Linked DNA regions of Anser cygnoides: region 1 is linked to region 2. A link is a contact called in public Hi-C data. All regions are on one chromosome and are shown on one strand. The core of a region is the stretch at or near the end of the contact, and the rest is flanking DNA. Distances in the headings are between cores, read along the strand shown. Region 1 holds the start of SLC2A10 (solute carrier family 2 member 10). Region 2 holds the start of ZMYND8 (zinc finger MYND-type containing 8).

The links. Hi-C and Micro-C count contacts between places; a contact is called where the count stands out from the background.
Region 1: a Hi-C map of liver shows a contact between it and region 2, with 3 times the contacts expected there. The contact joins the promoter of SLC2A10 here to the promoter of ZMYND8 in region 2. A contact is called at or near these places in 3 of 7 Hi-C or Micro-C datasets (granulosa cells and liver).

What each region holds. Positions count from the first base shown.
Region 1 is chr16:10,165,983-10,172,476 of Taihu_goose_T2T_genome, reverse strand. SLC2A10 (solute carrier family 2 member 10) reads left to right here and starts at 4,509. Exons shown (of 5, transcript XM_013189497.3): 1 at 4,509-4,673. The coding sequence starts at 4,604. TP53RK (TP53 regulating kinase) reads right to left here and starts at 3,672. Exons shown (of 3, transcript XM_013189088.3): 1 at 3,621-3,672. The coding sequence starts at 3,672.
Region 2 is chr16:9,904,175-9,910,971 of Taihu_goose_T2T_genome, reverse strand. It overlaps ZMYND8 (zinc finger MYND-type containing 8), which reads right to left and starts at 2,963. Exons shown (of 21, transcript XM_048072626.2): 1 at 2,805-2,963. The coding sequence starts at 2,818.

The DNA.
Region 1 (6,494 bases), core at 3,260-5,759, 260 kb before region 2:
TCTCCTCTTCGGGGAGCAGAAAAGCGGCGTTTGTTTCTTTTTCAGAGTATTTATATTTTATTAATGCATTCCGTACTGCTTACTTGTCACTCGCGTGGTGGGAGCACGCCTGGCAAATATTTGTCTTGCTTCGGGAACGCTTTCAAGCAGCACTCACGAGCTCCCACCGCACGGGTCCTGCCCCGGCCCCGCAGGGCTGCAGGATCCTGGCAGCTGGGCCAGGGGAACGGACGTGTTCCTGGGCTCCACGCTTAGAGCTTGCACATGCCACAAGCGGTCAAATAAGGGGCTTTCTTCATGTTGTGGGCAAATTTTATCTAAGCATCCATGCGCCATCCCTGCAGACATACATATACAACCTACAAACAAGTGCACGCAGATGCTCTCTATTCGTAATTCTGGTAAACACAACGGTCTTCTCTCATGCTGGCCATAAACATCCCCCGGCACTTTCAAAATACAAAAGAAAATGTTTTTGCTTTATTTTTCCCATTATTTTATTTATTTAAATTTCATCTTGCCTGCAATTTCATTTATTCATTTCTTTTTTGAATGCAATCAACAGTTGACATAGCCCTCGGAAACCACCTAGAGCCATTTACAATATTTATGGTATCACCCAGTATTTTTATTGGAGTACTGAATGACACCAGGGAGTTTCACTGAAGCCACAGACTCTCTGGTAAATTGTTTAATTATGTAACTTTGTTCTCCTGGTGACAAGCGTTTATAAACTCCCCTTTCACAAACAATGTAACTGAGTTAAAAATTGCAGTGCAGCAACCCGAGCTAATGGAAACCAAGCGGGGTCCCACAGCGCTGCCCACATCCCTGCTGCTGCTGATCCCCTGAGCGCTGGGCAGGCGGCAATGCTACAGGCAGCTTTCCCCTCGCTTCCCAAATTATTTAAGGAGAGAGGCTGCGACTCTTAGAGCCAGACAGCCTGGAAAAAGGCTGGATGAAGGCTCCGGGGGCTCCTCACACCCACCTAAGGCACTATCGGCTCTGAGGCTGGGTCTGCTCTACCTGCCAAGTGCAGGCTCAGGGGTAATGGGTTTGTGTGTGTGAATTTTCAATGCTGCTTCCCGTGCAGCTCATTGCGCTTCCTGCCATCCCTGCAATTCCAAATCGCAGCTGCAGTGGGGAAGAGAGGGAAAAGGAGAGGCACAGCGTTACACACCTGGCCAAAACTGAGGGCTGTGGGCATTGGGCACCCCAGAGGCAGCTCCACAGTCACAGGTGCAGCGTGAAAACATCCCTAAAGTGTGCAGGGAAGTGGGACATGCAGGCAGCCACCAGGACCAGTGGCAGCTTACCCTGGTCCCAGCAGCTCTTGCCCCTTCCAGGCTGCAAAAAGTTCCATGCTGAGCTGGTTGACCCACCGCATGGAAAAAGATATTGCCCTAGGAGAATGTATTGCTTTGATGCAAACATCTGTGAAATGGATGGGCTTGCAGCACCAAAAATTGCAGCCAGGCTGCAATATATTCTTAGGTATTCATTGTAAGTATCTACATGTAAAAGTCTCTGCTGTTCCTATGCTGAGCTGCATGAGCTGCTGAGCCCAAGCCTGCCCCGTGCCTGTGCTGCAGCCTGCCCTGATAACGTGCGAGCAGTTAAACCACTGCCACGTCCTCTGCAAGGCAAAGCAGAGCAGAGTCTGTACCCTGTTAGCGATGGCTGCAGAGAACAGGAGGCAGAAGCGGTGGAAGCATCCTTCTATTTGTTGACTTTAGGATGCAGATAGGATAACATTAAAAGAAAAATATGTGCAACCTAGCGTAATAATGAGAAAGCTCTCTGGGCTGCAAACAAGCACACAATAAATTCAAGTGCCTGGCAAGCTAGCTCCGTCCCAGCCAACTCTAAGCCTGTTCAAGGACATTATCTTTTTCAATAATTGTACTGAACTTCTTCAATGTGGTCTCTTTAATCCCTTCTTAAGGGTCAATTATAATTAGAGAAAATGTGCTTGAGTATGTGACAAGTGTCGCTGAACATCCTCCTCTTTCAGGATGGGCTTCTCTCTCCTCTTCTATTGGTATTTTCCCTTGTGATTGTACAGGCTGTCTCAGCTGCTCCAGCCCTGTGGCACCAGCTACCATCACTGCCACACAGAGCTGGCTGCGGACATGTGGCTGTGTCACCCAGGGCGGGCTGCTATTGCCATTGCCAACGCCGAGCACGTCAGGCAGCGCATACTTGCGGCTCAGGGCGTGTTGCTATTCACTGTGAAGCTGGAATGCGCCCTCGCTGCTCTGACATCCAGCAGCCAAGAGAGCGATAAGGATCAGATGGAGAAATGGCACTGCCAAAACACGCAACCTCGAGACGAGGAGGAGAGCATCTCAGGAGAGAGCGAGGCTAGAAACACACCAGCAGACACGAGGTGTGAGCTGCTGCATGGCCACGGGCACAGCCCGTCCCAGTGGATCCAGCCCTTCCCAGCCCCTCTCATGCACAGCTCAAGGACTCAAAGACCACAGCTACAGACTTGAGCAGGCCCCCAGTGCCCGTTAACTACAAACGATACAATAAGAAAGATGTATGGCACTTTAAAACCCACAAAGGAAGATTTTTTTTTTCCCCAAAGTTATCCCTGCTGTACATCACAGCAGTTTTTTGTGGTGTGGTTTCAGAGGACTGTAACCCACAGCCACGCACGGTGCCGATGCTGCAGCTGTATTTCTGCACATATTGATGTAATCTTTTTGGCCGCCTTTTGCAAACATACCATAAAGCTCTGCTGTACTCCCCAGGACCTTGCCTCCCTGCTGTCTTTGCTAATAATGTTTATTACCCTGCCAGAGAACAGGAAGCCTCCAGAAAATGTCAGGGGTGGCTTTATGCTGGCGGATAAACAAATGCTGAGTGACCATGGAGAAAATATAATTTCTTCCTTCTCATGCTGAATTCATTCAAAAAGGAGTGTAGTAAAATGTGCAGGAATTGTTTGGGCAAGTTGTAGATCATGGAGCTAGGACGCGTTTACTCTGCCGAGGACTGCTGCTCCCCTGGCTCTCTGCCTGGTGCAATGGGGTGACATCTCCTCCACTTCCTAGCACAGCGCACCCCAAATGTCTGGGCTTCTGCTCCAGGGAGGGGCTGTGGGGGGCAGAGATCACGGGCAAGATCATGCTGCATTCCCAGAGTTCCCATGTGTTCCCCAAACCTGGAACATGAGCCAAGACACAGAGCTGTAATGTCTGCTCGCCATAAGCTGGCCTCATATGCAGGTTCTTGGGGAAGAGAGAAAATTGCAAGTCTCCCTCTGAGTGTCATGAGAGCTAGTAATGACTTCAGAGCTATTTAATCTACTTTAATATGAATTACAAATCCTATTGAAAAGCTCCTTCTTTGAACACCATCGGGTTCTGTTGGCTGGCCGTGTTTGAAGCCAATCTCCACCGCGCGTATGATCCCTGTGCAGGTGTCAGTTTGTATGAGACACACGGTTTCAGAAGAGGTATTGTTGCATATTGTGTTTCTATTGAAATTACAGTGTATGAGTGGGAAGCATTTACTTAATTTATAAATCAGATGTTTTGAAACACTTTTAATATTCACTATGACTTTGAGAAGAAGCAAGAACAAAACCTTTGATCAGCTGCTGCCCATACTGCACGCCTCATATCCAACAGACAGGATGAAAGGACATACATGATCCAGCATTGCCCACCTAAGGCATCCCAAAGCAATGAACTGGAGAAAAAAAAGTAGATAAATAAAAGACAGTAAAGAATTAGAACAACTGGTCCCAGAACGGAGACATGGCATGCATCCCCCTACATAGAAGAACAAGGATTCCTTAAATATTTTTCTAAATTCCTCATTAACATGTGGAATGACCACTGAAAAGCTCTTTTAAAAGACATCACGTGTTTTGCCTTCCTTACCCAACCTGTTTACTTTTGTCTGTGTCAGAGGTCTGTGCCTGCTCTGCAGCCACAGGTGCAATGGCCGCTGACGCAGACCGTCCCCAGCCCTATCCAGGACTGGGTCCCAATCCCAATACAAAAAAGCTTTACCAGCACAGGCTCCACAGTGTGTTAGCCGTGTCACAGCCACATCATTAAATGAGATACTTCCTGCAGTCACACACCAGTCCACAACGCAGGCTTATGGTCATTTCCGTGTATCCTTTGGCTGCAGTCTGTGTGGCATGACCCTGGGAAGGCTGTGCAACCCACCCCAAAGCCTGTGACACGTTGTCCCTGCTCTGGTCCCTGCGCTAGCTGGGTGACAGCAAACTTCTGAGCATCGCACACACTTCTCAACACACACACGCACTTCACCACATCGCAGCATGTCCAGCAACAGCAGTTTGCATGAACAGCACCGAGAGACAACGTTTGCATTGTGTTAAAGTTTTAAAAACACTTCTAACTATATCAAGTTTTGCAAAGTGCTTTTACAAACTCGAATTTGAGATACATGAATTTAGCCTCAGATTCAGAATAAATAAATAAATAAATAAAAATCTTGAATCCAAGTTCAAGTCCCAGTGGCTTTTATGCAGTAGGCAGCAGGAAGGTTTCTGTCCCACTGCGCAGAACAAGAATGTTAATTGCACGGCAAGCTGGACACGGAGGCACGTTGCCTCATGGAGCACTGTGCTGGTGCAAGGAGACAAGCCCGAGAGCCCGACCCCTTGTCTCCAAGCGAAGAGCGAGGTAAGAGTCCCCGCTCAGCCCTGCTGCCCTGTCCCAGCTCTGAAACGCTCCCTCCTCCCCTAGCAGCCTTTCCTCGCCTTTCCAGCTGAGCCTCCGAAAACCTTTTCCAGCCCACCTCCTGCGGGCTGTCCGGAGCCTTTCCACTCCGCAGGAGCAAAGCCGAGCATCGGGGCGAGCCTGCGGGGGCCGGGCACGGTCGGGTCCTGCTCCGGACCCCACCGACCCCCCCCGGGACGGAGCCGGAGCGCTGTGCCCCGCCGTCCAGCACCCCCCCGAAGCGCCCCCAGCCGCTCCTTTCCCCGACCGGGGACCGCGGGGCGAGCGAGTACCGCCGCCCCATACCCCCCCCCCCCGTCCCTCCCACCCCCTTCTCCCGGTCGGGGACCCCCCCAGGGGGCGGGCAGGGTGACTACAAGCCCCAGGCTGCCCGGCCCGGGAGGCAGGACGAGGAGCGACGTGGCGCTGCACGGCCCCGCTCCGGCCGCCGCCGGACCCCGCTGCGGAGCGCCCCGGGGCTGCCATGGGTGAGTGGCTCGGGGGGGTCGGGCGGGGCCGGGGAGGGGGCGGCAGGCAGGCAGGCAGCCCCCCTGCGAGCGGCGGAGAGAAGTTGGCAACTTGGCCACTTTTCCTGAAGGCTCCGGCTGCATCTCTCTGCCTCCTTCCCTCCCTCTTTCCTTCCCCCGCCCAGCTTTTCTTTTTTGTTTTTTCTTTTATTTTTTCTTTTCTTTTTTTTTAGCGCTTCCAGCAGCAAAACAGCAGTAATTTCCTGCGGCTCGGCCCCTAAGGCAGGGCCAAGAGCATGAGTGGGGCGAGGGAAGGCACACAGGGCTGGGGGCAGCCGCCAGCACCGTCCTGGACCACAGCCCCTTCCCCAGGTTTTGCCACGGGCGGGGGATCTCCTGGCGCAGCTCCCCTTGAGACCCACCGGATTTGCTGTCCTGATGAGCTCTGAAAGGTCCCCGGTACCCCGGCAGCTCCAGAACAGACTCTGTACCGAGCCGGATCCCAAGCAGAGTTCGTGAACTATTGCTGCCCACTAAGTTAACAAGGAAAACTGCAAAATCTGATCGAATCAGCTGCGGCATTCACAGCAGGGCTGCCTGTATCGAACCGACTTGGTGGCTTGAAGCTAATGGCTTGCCCACTTTGTGCAAAGACTTTTGTTCTCAGTGAGCAAATATTTTTTCTAATTATCTGCGTAACATGTGTACAAGGAATGATAAAAACGGTGCAGGTAGTCACACAGCGTGGCGCGAGGGGTCGGCTTGTAGCCGGTGTGGCACAAGTAGCACAAGGGAAAGAGGGATACAGAATAAATACAAATATAAACATAGCTATCTCCCAGATATAACCTTTAGTGCTAGCTGTGATTATAGGCTGAATAGAGACGCTTACTATTAAACACAGCTTGTGAGGGGAAAAAACCCCGTAGGCAGGGTGAGAAAAGTTTTCCATGGTCTGGTGGTTGTGCCCTCATTCTTTCCACATACGGTCTACTGAGGCTGGGAGTATGAAGCTGTGAGTATTTCTAATTAAACAAAGCCAATGTGAGAATACAGATAGCATTATGTGCTGGAAACCAGTGTATTACAGCAGATACCTGCAAACTAATGCACATTACCTGTGCCTTTCGAATTGGGACTGGGGGAGGCAGGTCACTGTCACTGCTGTTCCCCTGAGGTCCCCACGCAGTGGGGGCTGTCACGCTGCGTGCGCTCCCCCCTGCCACGTTGAGTGACGTGACTCATGGCTCGCACATGTTCGCCCTTTCATCCTCTCCCCAGGGCGAGAAGCGTGTGCAGCAAGCACCTTGTTTTTGTA
Region 2 (6,797 bases), core at 1,714-4,213:
AGTCCTATAAAACCTTGGGCAGAAAGAATATGTGCTTTTCCCCCGTGACTATCACTTTAACAAAACCCTATATTCCATCTGTCCTGAACAGCAGAAAATCTGCAGAGTGCTTCTTATTATGCAATCTATGAAAGTGAGTGATAACATCGTACCTTGACAAAGCACCAAAAATACATGAAATTCTTCAGCTTGGCTGAATTTGCTTTACTTAGGTGGAACAAAGATGGTAGAAATTTCCAGAAGGCCTTTCTCAGTCTTGCCACTGCAATTGTCAATCTTTAACCTACCCTCTGCTTCTATTGGCTCGAGTACTCCATGGAGCAGCGCGATTGGGCTGATCTGTAAAACAACACTGCTGTCTCTACCTTGCCTCAGACATCTTGCTGCAATGCAGACATTTATTTTTTGTGAACTATAAAAGAATTATATTTGAGTGATTAAAAATAGTGAACCTTAACAGACTCACGATGCTATGTTTCATTTCATGTACAAGGGCAGCTTACACAAATATGCTTCACTGTCAGCAATGTGTCTGGAGGTGCAGATTTGAAACAGATCCTAGTTTAACAAAACCTGTGGGAGCCATTTTAATACAAGCTTTTTGATTGCAGATCACTTACTCCTGCTTCCTCACATTAAACAAATATTATGTTGTGCAATTTTTAAGACTGAAAGTAAACTGCTAATGTGTATAAACTAGTGCTAGGAAAATTATGTCCAAATGTAATTTCTGTTTTTAGCAATTGAAGAACGAAGAACAGAATAACTTCTTAGCTGTGTTAGCACCTTTATGTATGCTGAAAACTGCATTAAAATTGCATACAAAACTGCTATCACATGAAACTCAGAGGTACAACACAGCAGTGTTTTAGGTTGCAAATTGAACTAGAGATTCTTACAATGTAATTTTTTTTTTTGTTGGGGGGGGTATGCAAAGTGAGGTACTCAGAGTAACATACAGGCAAACAACTAAGCAGAGGTAAATGCCCATGTTACACCATGTTATCTTGGTAACCTTCTATTGAAGTTAACATGCAAGTGTACCTAGGTGCAGTCATTTTCAAAGCTACCTGAGCTCTAAGTTCTTTCCTAAAATCATGAAAGTGTGTGAACTGCCAAAAAACAGAGCAAAAATTACATTAAAGCACAAAACAGCATCTTTCCTCTGCTTTTGTAATGTTTTTTGTGATCACTGAAAACCTACTTGTTAAAACATGCATGAAAAGGTTACGATTAAAAGCTTAATAAAGGGCACAAAATGTTCTAAATCAGTTATGAATCAAGCAAGCTTATCTGAGATTATGCTTTGTATACTATCAAAAACATACGTCCATTAAGTACTATTTACTTTACTTTGTAAGGTCATTTCATTGCTGAGTACTAGCGCTTTCATCACACCTTACAAACCTAACGAACAACCAAACTGCGCTTTACCCTACAAACATGGTAATTAAGGATCTACGAACAAATAGCAAGTAGAATATTTTTCACTGGCCTGAGGTAAACAGGAAGTATAAGCTTCAAACTTTAGAAGCAAATTATCAAAAAAAACGTGCATTCAAATTGGAACAGTTTACACGTACAAGTCCCTTAAAATGGACGCTAAACAAATCGGATTTTTTATATGGCTAACCACTAAAATCACTTCATCTGCTGGACTAACTGACCCAGTAAAAGCAAAATGTTTGGAAAACTATTAAAAATGTTCAGAGTAGCATGCTGCTTACTTACCAACTGTTCAAGCACCCATCTCATTTTTCCAGTTAAGAAGATACAACAGGCTGGCAGATTTGGGAATTGATCAAAAAGGAATTTCTTGAAATAATTACGTAGCATTAAACCAAAAGTTAAAAAAAAGACAAAAAAACAAGAACGAACAACATGTACTACTGTCATGAACCACAGATGATTTTATATCCTCTGGACTCCACAACAGAACTGTGGCTGATACAGTGTAAAACAAAAAGGCACAGATAAAAGGTACATTAGTTTATTCAAACTATGTAAAAGAAGAAAGCTAACAGTTCAAAAGCATTTTCCATAAAGAATCAGATTTGTAAACTGATGTACTGCTGCATTTTATTGAGCAGCAACCCATTTCCAAAATCTGCAGCATAAAAACTCCCTTTTAAAGGAACAAAATATTAACCATACAGTGTCTCTCAGAAAGAGAAACACATTGTATTAATTATTCCTGCAAGAAAAAGAGTTCAATAATCGTTTTAAGTTAAGATAAGCTGCATAAAAAACATGATGCAACAGCACACCACCACCTAGGCCCAATATCTACAATCTGCCATTAGCACTTTTTGCTGATGTCTAGGTTTTTAAAAATCCCGTATTTTTTCATAGATAACTTATCTTAGCTATTCCATTCACTGTTTAGAAAGGTAAACTTGCCTGTTCTTCTGTCTGCCATTATCCCTGCTTGACTCCCTGTAGGGCAGTTAAATGCATCTGCTCCCTAGCTTCCATTTTCTCTTCAGCAGGCATGTGACACAACAGACAATAGTGCTGGCAAACTGCTCAGAGAGAGAAAGCTTCTTTGGAATACCAGGATCTTGTTAAATTCTAAAAACACCATCCTCCTGTGCAGAAGTAGGTATGCCAAGGTTTTGCCAGTCTGCAAAATAAAGCTGTGGCTAATGGCTACTAACCATGTGACCCAAGAAAGCAAATTTAAACAGTTTCAACTTAATAAAGTGCTGTGGTGTGAGTTTTGCACAACAAATCACAGAGAATCACACTCTCAACCCACAACTCATAGGTCTTAGAGAAAAAAAAATGTAAAAAGTAAGGCTTACCTCTGTGGATGCATTGTTAACACAGTGTTATGTCAATACTTATAAAACATGGAGGACAGGCTCTCAGTACTCAGACAGAAAGGGCTTGGCACTTCAGCTTGATGATCTGTCTTCCCAATAAAAGCTAATCCTGGATTGGCTACTTTGCTAAATCTGAATGTAAAGCTTCAGGGGATTGGCTGAAACACTTCCTGAGCGATTATCTTTGTGCAGCTCTGGCAAGCAGGAGCCATCCTGTGCAGAGAGGAGACAGGCTAAGCTAGGCCCGTGGCAGCAAAAGAAACTTGGGAAGGGCCCCCAAATATCCACCTCCCCTATAAAACACACAGATTTTCAGGCCGAGGGAAGTGATCACCAACTGCCTGCCTGAGCAAGCGTGCCCCAGCACGCCGCTGCTGAAGGCAGCTGGATATTTTAAACCTGAGGAAGGAAGAGTTCACCCAGGTCACAAAAGCTACTCATTCCAAACAAAACGCTAAATTCACTTATCTGGTGGCCCGCAACGTGTTGCACAGGGAAAGCGAGGCCACAAGAGGACAAAACGTACTGGAAGTGAACGTGCACAGGAGGGACGGAAATCAAAATGTGGAAATTCGGGGAGAATCCTCCTGCACACCAACACCCACAGGAGCAAGCACACGCTGACAGTGCGAGTGTTTTACATACTGCACGCCAAGCCCTGCATGGGAAAAACCTGACGGCTGATTTCTACAGAAACTAAGATACAAAAGAAATTGCATTCTCAAAGAGGGTTGTTGGCATTCGTTGCGTGCCTTCCCCATTTATAAAAAATGCTGCAGAGAACAGCCCAAAATATCAGTATCACACCAGATACTGTACTCTCAAATTCCCGCCCCCCCCCCCCCCGCGGCCCCCACCTTTCGGCCTGCTAGGGCTGGCTGTTCAACAAAAATCTGACTTCCGTATGAGTCCGCTGCAGCTGCAGTTTCCTGTCTATTAACCCTGTAGGACTTGGTACTTTTTAAGATATAAGGCAGGCCCTAAAAAGAAGTAGAATTCTTTATGTGGCACACTGTCGGTCTGCTTTCACAAAAATGTTAATATAGCTGTCCAGCTTTTTTTTTTTTTTTTTTTTTTGCTTTACCTTTTATCTTCTACTGAAATTCTGCAAATGAAACAAAATGAGAAAACAGCGTGGAAGTGATCCATTTGATCTCGAGCCAATTCCCAAACATTTTATTCAAAAATGCATTAATTCCTTTCCCTAAAATTCTGTGATTCAGTTCTCTTTCCTAATGCAGTGAAAGTGGGAGGATTTATCGCTGTGCCAGGAAGGAAGAAAGTGTCGACTCCATATGAGTATTCCAAAGGTCAAATCTTTAGAAATGCCCCACCAAGGCATTACATTCTGTTCAGAATTTTGCGTCTGTATTAGGTAGTTAGGTATTGGCATTCTATAGCCATGAACAAATTATAATGGAAATTGTAGACGAAAAGGTGATTCTGACACACACTGCATATTATCAAAGGATTATTTATACAAAAAGAAAAACTAATGGAGTAGTAGAGAGAGAAATTCAATATTAAAACAATAATTATCAAACAAGCTGAAATAACAAAAGCAAAATAAACGTCATGCCAACAGATTTAGAATTGTGCAAAAATGATTATAGAAAACCCTCTCCCATAAATCAAGACCAGTGACAAACAGAATATATGCACTTCACTAGCTTTACCCAAGTGCAAATTATGCCGAAAACAATCACCACAAATAAGGCTTATGCCCCCCCTTAGCTCCAACCAGTATCTTTCACAATATAACTACTTCACCATACAAACCTCTTTGCTTGTGAGCCGACATGACTCATACCTATGCTACTCAGTAAAATTAATACTGCTACTCTGCATTGTCCCATACTGAATTCAGATTGTTTCTTGAGATATCATTGTCAAAGGAAAACTGCCAAACCATCCTATCACCATGCTTACATTTTTTTGTGTTCCTGTGTTTTAGGCCGCAACAGTGGATTAACAGCCCAGAGTATAAATTCTCATCTCGTAAGTAATTCTGGAGTCCCTGCTGGAAGCATTTTCCCTTTTTAGCTTTGGCAATGTTTTTCAGGGCAGGGAGCAGGAAGGCTCATGGATTACACTGGCAGTTTGTTCTGTTTTAAGAATGTAGCAGAAACTAGAGTGCTGCTATAAAGGGAGTCATACAGCCCACTGCAGCAGCAAGACAGCACTGGAAATGCATGACATTCAAATGAACACTTGCATCAGTTTTAACAGTTTAAATCATTCAAGATCAGTTTCTTTTCTTATTGCATACCTAAAGCCCTATGCCACTCAGAGATACCAGCCCCCAACACACAAATATCCAAATTTTGATCCATGAAGCATATCTAAGTAAGAGGATTATCGGCTCATTAATTGACTGCTCTACTTCAATATTATTCTATTTATTAAATATATATCCTAATGCCAATGAAGTACAGCAAGGGAGTAAAACTTAACACACTGAATTTGTGCATGCCTTGTGCTAAGCCAGACCTGACTCCGAGAATGCAGCAGCGCTGATGGTGACTGGGAACACTGCCAAACTGACACGCTTGGACTGATAGGAGAGAATCAGCATGCAGCAGACAGAAGCAGAAGCAGCCTTAGAAAAGGCCTAGGGTCCTATCCTCTTGATTCAAGAAAATGGTGGCCCAAATGCAAAAGGAAAATTTATAATCCTTCAGTGATTAGCAAGAACAAGGACGAAAACGTAGAAAGTAAATCTGACAATTGCATTCAGCCATTAGACACGCTATTAAAATAGCCAAAATAATTCCATCAGGAATCAGGAGGGAAAAGCATTAAATATCCTTGTCTTTGTTTTCTTGTCCCTACATACACTTTACAACTGGAGATACAAGCCCAGTATAACAACACACAGGTACATCTGGAAAACTCAGAAGATTCTGTCTGTTAAGTTACAATGAACTCATGTCCTGTGCGACCGATTATTTTACATAGGAGTGGTGAATTTTTTTGGAGGGGGAAGGGAAGGGAAGGAAAGGAAAGGAAAAGAAAACAAAAGAGAGAGACAGGGGAAGCTAAAAGCTTTGTTAAAGCAGAAGAGAGGGCGGAGAGATTAGATTAGCTAGTATTTGTCCTTTTCAGTGCTTTGGAGATGTTAAAGGAAAACATGGGTGTGATGCAGGGAAAAAAAAAGGCTAAAGAGAGAAACCAAGGGAAAGATGGAAAGCACAAATACAGTCAAAAGGAAATTAAAGATAATGTTAGAAGTGCAACCTACTATATTTAGAGCTCTTTGCAAAGAACTGTGCCCACTGTGCAGAATCTCCAGAAAGTGCACACATCAAACACCACTGTCAAAAAGAATGAAAAAAAAAAAACCAACAAAAAACAGCATTTTAAGCAACTATACTGCTAAATAATTGTTCTTGAGGCTTTCCAGTATATAAATCACACCAAGGAAGAGAATTTTTTATGTGACAGAAGCAGGGGTTTTGATATATTCCCCTATAGGAAGCAGCCAGTTATTCACAGTCTCCCCAAGAGTAAGTACTGTAGGGTGAAAATATCAGTGGCAGAAAGGGAAACACAGGTGATGTTTTCCTTTGACAAAAGATGAAACTTTAAAAATAACGTTTTGAACAGATACACAAAAGGAAGAATGTCATATTCTCAAAGGATTAGCAAAACGCAAGAGAAAGACATTGCATTTAAGGGCTTTTAGCTTCATCCTGCATTTCCAAGTTATGGACTGAGAATGCTAATTTCTAGATTAGGAACATGAAATATTGTAATTCGGTATCCTTCCTTTAAGAGTCCCCTCTCCCCACCCCCTTCTACGCTTTAATCTGAATCTACCCAAGTATCAGTAACTGCTTAAAGACCAGAGGACAAGACTGCCAGCTGACAGAGAATCCAGCAAGATCTGGAAAGACAGCTCCTGAAATTTTAGAATCATGCTGGATGCTAAATTTATTAACCTGCCTAAGAAGGCTGGTAATTCTGTAAATT